Linked DNA regions of Oryctolagus cuniculus: region 1 is linked to region 2. A link is a contact called in public Hi-C data. All regions are on one chromosome and are shown on one strand. Each heading gives the region's core, a stretch centred on a gene start, on an enhancer-like site or on the middle of the called end of the contact. The rest is flanking DNA. Distances are from core to core; before and after follow the strand shown. Region 1 overlaps RAB27B (RAB27B, member RAS oncogene family). Region 2 has its middle 17 kb from the start of CCDC68.

Region 1 (4,399 bases), core at 458-2,957, 220 kb after region 2:
GGATGGTAGGGTGGGAAATATCTCTATGCTACTAAATCTGTATAAATGAAATACATGAAGTTAGTTCACCTTATATCAATTTTTTTTAAAAGTTGTTTAAAAAAAAAGAACTCAAAGGTAAACCAGACTGTTGAAAGGCCCACTTAGCTTTCACTGTCTTCCTAGGACAGGAGAAGGTCTCATCTGTTCAGCTGCCCATGGGTCCCTCTGTGGACTGGCCCTTGCCTTCCTCTCCACCAAGAACACACTACAACCTCTATCTAGAATGCAACTCTCCAGAAATGATACATTCTGCATTCCCCCTGCGACCTGCCTTGTATTCTGTGCCTTTGGGCCTCTGCCTTTTGTTTGGCTTATTCTGCTCATCACCCAGGACTCATTTCTGTTACATCCTCTTCCAGGAAACTGCATCTGGTTTCCATTGACTCCTAGTTCTTCATTTTCAGAGTATCCTGGGAAATTCTCTATCATTGTATTCACAACATTGAATTATAATTAATCATCACCCTTCTGTATAATGTGAGCTCCTTGAATTCTGTGAGTGTGCTTTCTATCCTCAGCAGCTAGACAGAGCCTGGAACTCAATACAATATTATTGAATTACAAATGAATTCCTCTTTTATACTCAGGACATACTGCTTCCAAAGTACTTATTACCTCCTATTGTATTTACTGTGCTCTTTTTCTATCTGTTCAGCTAGGTGATTAACGCCAGAGAATTGACAAAGTTTGAGTGTTACTCATCTTTGATTTTGCCTGAAGAATACGTACTGTACCAATGACAACTAAAAGAAAGAAGGAAAAGAAAAAGGAGGGAAAGCACAATTCCCATATAATCATTCAGTGCAATCTTAACACTTTAAAGAATAAAAATTCAAGTAAAATTCATAATGTTTTCCCTAACTTCTTTATTCAAACAAATGAAACAAAGATTCCTAAAGTTTTAAGAAAGAGTTACATCTTTCCACAGGTGACTGTAAATAGAATATGTATCTCACAGTATTCCAGATTGGGGCATTATAAGATTTTGAAAGGGATCAACAATTCCCGTGACTGAAAATTGAAGGAAATAGCTCCTTTGCATGTGGAATGGGCAGAGACACGCTAGAATGAGTAATGAAGAAAAATGGAACTTACATTGTACATACATGCAGCATGAGTCATTTATGTTTTTAGCTCAAGCACAATGTTGTTGAAAACATGACATTAATTCATGCAAAACCTTAAAACATCAGCAATTAAAGATTCAAGAAAAGTAGTCAGTAGTATTTTAAAACAATAGATATTTTAAAAGCCCCAAACAAACAGCATAATGAGTAAGAATATTAACTAGTACTGAAAATATAATTAACATTGTTTTATCTCTAAGAGGGAGAGAGAAAGAAAGCTACAATTTTTTAAACAGCAGTTCTATGGAATGTTCAATCACTTTGTTCCTTTTTTCCTTTTGTGTCATTTCTCCTCACTTCCAGATAAGTCATTAATAATTCTAGCTGTCTTTGGACAGTGTTAGCCCAGTCATTTCGTAACTTCTTTTTCACATAACATGTTCTTTTTGGAGATGAAAAGATTGTTTTTTCTATGTTCTTTACTGTTGTTTGTAGGTGGGAGTGGAATACAATCTAAAGAAGGCCTGCACAGTCTCTGATAGCACTGCTGAAGAGGACGGTGACTCATGCTAAGAACTGCAGCTGTCGGTACCTGTCAGGAGGAGTTAGATTCCGTGAGCCAAAACTCCTCTGGCTGAGAACACATTCCAGCAAGTCTTAAGACAGGGAACTAGAACAAGGCATTCAGAGTGGAATAAAGTCATGAGATCTGGCTGAGACAGGTTGGTATTGCTGAAGTCAAGGGCCAAGTTGTGAAAATGTGGTTTCCATGCACCTGTGTTAGAATCACTGGGGTTGCTTGTTGAAGACACAAATGTCTGCCTCAACCCAGAGTTACAGTCGCAGATTCCCTGGGGGATGGGTACCAGTTCAACCAGGGGACTCAGTCAAACAACAGCCTGAGGCCATCTGTTTTAAGCCCAACATAAAATATGTGTAACGCTTGCCTGTTACCTTCATAGTCCTGAGTGCCACACTATTTTAGGCGGGGCCTTAAATCCATTAAAATTTAGGCAATTTGTTTGGAAATTTTTGTATTTTATTAGCAAGGAAATACTTGGGACATTAAATCCCATATAGGAAATCCCATACAGTGCTACAGCACAGAGGTGAGAATTTTTGTGAGGTTCTGGGAGGATCTGGCTCACTGAATCCGGCTCACTGAATCCCTTCATGATCATTCTAACTTCTTCAGAGCACTCCAAAGGCCTGCCCTTGAAGAGTGTATGTTTTTAATGATGTGATCCTCAAAGGAAATATGCTAATTTGTAGACTCAGATGATTTGTGGGTATAATATACCATTATAATATAATATATATATATATACTATATAACATACTTTATAATATACTTTACATGTAGTATATTATAAAGTATATTAGACTACAGATATTTGTAGGTATAATATACCACTATAAAGTATATTATACTACAGATTTGACTGTAGACTCAGATGAATTTGTGGGTATAATATACCATTATAAAGTTAAGTAGGATAGGATCGACCACCAACAAAGTCTTAATCTAAGAGAATATAAAATACTCAAGTTGCAAATTCCAATTTCATAACATGAAAACGAACATGAAGTGGATGAATATTTAGGAATATGTTAGTTATTTGGTAGACAAGATATGAGAAGAATAGGAAATCATGCCAAGTCTCTTCCGAGATTTCCAAACCTGGGTACAAAATGGGTGGTACTCAAGCCCTGCCCCAAATTGTGCCTCCATTGAGTGTTCAGTTAAGCCCTAGCCCAGAAACCACTCCTTCTGGCTCCAAGTAGTATGAAAGCACAGGTTCAAAACTTGTAAAGGGCAGCATTTTGTCTCTCAAGGTCACCCATATTCCCTCCTAAGTGTATACATTCCCTTTGCTTTGAATAAGTCTTGCTTCTCTGCCCATCTTTATCTGTGACTCTTCTTTGAATTCTTTCTCACATGGAGACAAAGATCTGGATCAAATCTAGCCAGGGGCCATACTCCCACACATATGCATTAAAAGGTTATTATTAATTTATTTGTATCACCATGAAGGAGTAATGATAGATCTTAACCATTATTATTATATTAATTAAAATGTTTATAAAAATTTGAAGAAAGAGTGGGCTGATTAATGTTGATATTGAGAGGGAAGAGGAAAAATTCTACAGGATGGATGAGTTCTTTCATAATCAGCATTGGAGACAATCCAGTAGTGACATGGATGATAGCTGAGATTATGGGGAGAGGCTACCACTAAATGGTGAGTAGCCTTGAGGATACCAGAGGCAAACAGAAAAATCCTGTCTCACACTGGCCCAGTGAGATGTTACGAAAGAGTCTGAAGCAGAAACACATTTCTTAAGTATATGTAAATCTGAGAAGTGGGTGGCTCAAGAGGAGACTGGTTTACTTTAATTCAAGTCCACATTAAATCTCTGTGCTGTTTCTCTTTGCTCTCAGGAAGTGTATTTCTCTCATGCCATCCAAGCCAATATTCTGAGATAAAGGTTGAGATAAAGGTTGTTTTATGTTAAAAAAAAGTTAGTATAAATTATTTGAATGCAAGTGAACAAAAAGTGAATTGGGGATTTACTATAATAATAACACTTGGGCATTCAGCACTTTTATTCCAACCACATTGCTAGGTGATTTACATATGCTAATTTTGTTTTCATTACAAACATACAATGAAGGCACTACTTTCCCAATTTTTGGAATATAAAATAGATGCTAAAGAAGGTAAAGAAGGACTATAGATAGGTGATAGAGCCTAGGTTTTTACTCAAACATGATTCATTCTAAACCTCTCTATCTTAATTGCAAGATCGAATACCTACAAAAACTAAATGAGGGTTAAATACCTAGGATGCACCACTTGTAAAACTCCTATGCTTATAAGCTTCTCTGATTCATAGAAAATAAGGTCAGATTTATTTCTAAACAATTCTTTCACAATGTCAGGAATATTTTTGTGGGATAAAGTGTGGCCCATGTGGAAATACTTCAAAACAGGTCTTTAGAAATTATTAGCATCACAGAAGGCTCACATCTTACCAGGAATTCTCTCAATGGCAACTGCATTTAATAATGTTCATAGAGAAAGAGAGGGTGCACCCATCTACTGCTTTACTTCCCAAATGCCTGCAACCAAATGGAGGTCAAAGTCAGGAGCCCAGACAAAACCAGAGTCTCCTATGTGAGTTGCAGGAACCCAGGTACTTGAGCCTCCCAGGGTCTGCATTAGCAGGAAGCTGGAGTCAGGAGCTGGAGCAGAGTGTCAAACCCAGGCATTCTGAAGTGGGACATA
Region 2 (4,636 bases), core at 756-3,255:
GGCCAGGAAAGGTGCGGTAGTTGGCCATGTCCATGGCCCCAAATATTCATCTGTTCTTGAACTGACAGCCTTTGTCATGTCATTTTTGCAGTTTCAGTGAAGATGTAAATTCTATCCCTTTATCCACTTGAATTCAGGCTAACTTGCTTTAGACGATAGAAAACAGCAGAAGAGAGAGTGCCAGTCCAACTATGGATGACATGGGGCCCGGAATCGTTTTGCTTGCCCTACTTTGGCCATGAGCTCTACTTGGGGGAGCAGAGTCATAGGGACAGAACTGAATAGCCCTATCATTCTAGACAAGACCAAGGTAAAAATAAGACCTCAAATGTATGAGCAAACTCACTCAGCCAAGATCAGTGAACCCAGTCCATTCAAGTGAGCCCTGCAAACATGTAAGCCAAAAAAAATTGCTCCTTGTTGTGGGCTACTAGTGAGATGGTGTGGTTTGGAGTATTACTGTGATAGGAGCTGACACTTTAGCTTTTCACTAAAGTCATGCAAAGTGAGCACTGATGTATGGCTGTAGCTCAGCAGTTGCTTCTGACACACCAGTGCTGGTGCATCATGAGAGCACATCTCTCAGACACGTCAGTCTTCTCTGCCTGTTATCCGGAAGCGAAGTTGAAAAGTTAGAAGGGTACCTGGGGGCAGAACTCTGATATCTTGAGGACCATTGTGAGCGCTTTGCCTTGGACTTGGAAATTGGGAGCCCTTGTGGGTTTTTGAGCAAGTGGGCAGCCAGCATCTGACCAGCTGTGTGCTGTGTGCAGAGCATCTGCCCTGTGGGGACCAGTGAGGTGGCTATTGCAGGAATCCAGGTGACACGTGGCAGCTGTGCCATGGTGCTCTGATAAGGAGGTAAATTCTTGGCATTTCATAGAGGACTTGTGGGTGGGTAGGAGGTGGAACAGGAGAGAAAAAAGAGAGTCAAGGTTGACTTCAAGGCTTTGCACCTAAGAAGGATGGAGCTGTCCTTAGCTGAGACAGGAAATTGTGTTGTTTTTGAAGAAAGGCTAAGAGTTCCATTTTGGGCATGAAAAGCTTGAGGTGTCAGCTGTATCACATAGAGATACCCTGTATTAAGTAGTACTAGGTCCAGAAGTCTGGATTCGGAATATCCTTTCTGTAGCTGATGGAGGAGTTTGTCTGGGGGCAGTGGTGAGGGTAAGGAGTCAGTAAAGAGACTAAAATCTTCGTTATGGTGTAAGAGCTATAAAAAGATCTGGACACAGCATAGGGGGAGCACTGGAGCGCAAGTACCCCCTTCCTTTGTTCAAGTACAAATTCCATCTCCAGTGTTGAGGGCAATTCTTTGTTTTATTCAACCCTTCCTCAGTGTCACCCTTTCACAAGGTGCTGATCATTCTCTAAATAGCAACCACGAAGTTGGAAGTCTGGTGTCAGGCCAGCTCTGTCAGGCAGGAGTAGGGTACCAGTGGCTTCTCCCATGCCACCACTGAATTCCAGCACAGGGACCCAGTGCTTTCTTGGAAGCCCAGTGCAACTTCCAAGTATCATACACATTCAATAAAGAACCCGAAGCCACTCCCCCACCAGATACTGTATTTGATAAAGTGAGGTCCTGTGCCAGTGTTCTGCACATGTAACTGAGGGAGGTTTCTCTGTCTGGACAGGAAACCTGGGCTCTGAAGCTCTCAGTCTGCATTCAGACCTCAGCTCCCCAGTTTGGGGGTCAGGGGACTTTGAGTGAGTTACTGAATTGCCCTATGCCTCAGATTCTTACTCTGTAAGAGGGGCCGGTGGTTATAAAAGTGTTACTGTCAGGATCATATGAGGAATTCAGCTAAAGCTTTTAGCCGGTGCTTGACACAAAGCAGGTCCTCAATGAGTGTTAAGCATTTTACCTTCTGATTTCAAGCCTTGATTTTAAAATTCAATTTTGATGAGTCTAGAGTCTCGGCTGATCGTGTGGAACTAGAGAGCTGTATAGGAGGGCATCTCGTCAGTCCTGTGCGTTATGGTCCCATTACTGCTGTGCGCTATGAGGCTGTGTCAGCAAAACTTGATGTCTAGACATTTCATTAAATGTCCACTAGGTGGCAACCTGCTGTCGTATTTGCTGTTCTCACTGTCTAAATTTGTACCAGGGATCCCGAGAGACCACACACACACATTCACTTCATTTAATACGAAGAATTTTATTATCACAAACAAAAAAGGGCTGGATATAGTCACTATGTAATGAAAAAAGCTCTAATTAGCATAGTCTTATTTAAAATATAACCTATTAGTTATTCACACATTTAAACTGGCTTAGCATTATTGAAAGTATAGTTGCTAAGAGCTAGAAATGGCTTTCTCAAGGGCAAAGTATATCATTGCTCATTAAACAAATATTTAGCTTCCTGATAGAGGCCTAGGAATTCAGTGCTGATGCAGATAGATGTTCATGTTGACTTCACAATTGCTCATAGAGTCAAACAGGAAAACAGATTGGGACAATTGCAGTAGCTGTTGTACTGATGGAAAACCACGCTAGTGGAAATTTTAAATAAATAATAAAAAAACAGAGTACATATTGGAATTGAAGTTTACTTGTAAACAGAAGCAACAGCAACAAGAAGAAATTCCGTATGGTTTAATATAACTACTGATCTTGCAAATAATCAGTAAACATTTTAAGCTATGCATGGAGTGGTACCCTGCTAGTCTGAGACCAGCATAGCATCCGCAGAGGAAGATCTCAGGCCCTTTTTTGCCATTCTTCACAGAATGGAACTTCTGTCCCACTCCATGGATAACACCTGAAGATTGCCTCCTGCCTTTGGATCTGGGGACCAGGACACCAGCCCTATAGAACCCCACCAGTGAGTTGTTGGTTATGCATTATCAACAGCCTTTCCCTCCAACTGTGGTTATGGCACTTCAACTCCACCTTTTAGTTTTTAATTTAAAGATAAGGTAAACTGAAAAATACCCCTGTAATTATTTTTATGAAAATGAGAGACAGATCTCCCATCCACTGGTTCACTGCTCAGATGCGCACAATAGTCATGGCTGGGCCAGGCTGAAGCCAGAAGTCTGGAAATCAAGTCAGGTCTCCCATATCACTGTCAGGTACTCAAGAGCTCGGGCCATCATAGCTGCCACGGAGGGTGTGCAGGGGTAGGAAACTGGAAGCAGAAGCAGAGAAGTGGATCTGGAACTTGAACTCAGGCACTCCAATATGGTATGTGGACGTCCTAAGTGGTGCCTCAACCACTGTGCCAAAGCTCACCCAGAAAAACAAGTTGAGGGCTTTGAAAAGAACTCAAAGGTGAATTTGCTGAAACCTTTTTACACTCAAGTCCTGCATATTCTCAGGCACATGAGGGAGATAAAAAGCTTGATCTCACAGAATAAGAGAGAAAAGTGATTACTGGAGGTTAGCAAGGGGCTGGGTAGAGGGCATAGAAGAAGGTTGGATAATGGGTGCCAAAATATAGTCAGATAAGAAGAATATGCCCTTGTGAGTACAGCAGTGCCTACAGTTCACCACTTCCTCTGTCTTTAATACAGAACTGGAAGAGAGGCAAGCATAGACTTGAAACATAATAAATGTTTGAGGAGGTGGAAAGGTTGATTACCCTGCTTTCAACACAGCACAGGCATGTATGTATTGAGTTATCACACTGCACTCCATAAAAATATATCATTTTGTGTGTCAATTAAAGTAAGTTTTAAAACTCTTCTCTCAAAATAGGAATAGACAAGAATAGGAATGAGTTAAGAAAATCAATAATAATCTACAAGGGTCCTGCACTTAGATTACTTCCCAAGTGGGTTTAAGAGCTGCACTTTTCTTTAAAAGAACAGAAGCTGAGCATTTTAGACTGCGCCCTTTGGAGTGTGCCATTTAGAATCAAGGTGAAGATGAGGCATTGGTGTTCCGTCACTCAAAGACTTCAGCCCTGCTGCAAAAATAATGGAGAGTAAATATTCACTCATGTTTTTAGTTAAACCGAAATGCTCAAAGTGTTTATATATCATTTTTGATAATGCTACCATATGGACGATATTTTTAGAACTCACTGCAACTGCTTTCACCAAATATTTTTTAAAGAGCAGTCCTTGCTTCCATTCCTCACCCTTCTCGCCCCTTAACCCCTCGATCAAGACTCCAGTGACCTGAACTGCGTTCCTGCCCTCCTCACCACACCTGCCTGGCATTTCCACACCCCCTCCATCCCTACTCTTTGCACATTTAGACAGTAGCCACCTAGACAGCGTCCTACCTTCTATGAGCACGGTTCTGCTCAGTTTGTGCAGATCCTGCTTGATGGGTCTGTGGGGCCTGGAGCAGTGGCCTTGGTAAAGGGGGATGGGCAGGGGAGAGCAGGCAGGAAGGGACTTGCCTGGCAGAGTTCCAGAGGCAGGTGAATGAATCGTGGGCATCCAATCAGTGGGCTAGACATCTCCAAACTGTTTTCAATGGCAAACTGTGCCACATTGTGAAGACAAAGGGTGAGGCTGAGGCAGCAAGACCTGATGGGAAATGGGACTGGAGGCTAAAGTTGGGATACTGGTGCTGAATGTGATCTGAGCAACAAGAAGGCATTAAATGAATGCTTCAACTGTTATCTGCTCCTATGTAACCATTATGGCTTCTGATTGCTAAACCAAGCAATGGCGT

The links. A called contact is a pair of places that touch in the nucleus more often than the background predicts.
Region 1: a contact with region 2 is called in a Hi-C map of an unstated tissue, with 4 times the contacts expected there. The contact joins two enhancer-like sites. A contact is called at or near these places in 4 of 6 Hi-C or Micro-C datasets (ear pinna, embryonic fibroblasts, psoas muscle and 1 more).

The regions. Positions count from the first base shown.
Region 1 is chr10:23,538,769-23,543,167 of mOryCun1.1, forward strand. The region is part of intron 2 of RAB27B (RAB27B, member RAS oncogene family); the gene reads right to left. Among named protein-coding and RNA genes, the nearest start is that of RAB27B, 33 kb to the right of the region's middle. Within about 2 kb of position 1,708, at least 1 of the 8 cell types and tissues checked has an H3K27ac peak or open chromatin away from gene starts, as enhancers often do.
Region 2 is chr10:23,319,111-23,323,746 of mOryCun1.1, forward strand. No RefSeq gene overlaps it. Among named protein-coding and RNA genes, the nearest start is that of CCDC68, 17 kb to the right of the region's middle. Within about 2 kb of position 2,006, at least 1 of the 8 cell types and tissues checked has an H3K27ac peak or open chromatin away from gene starts, as enhancers often do.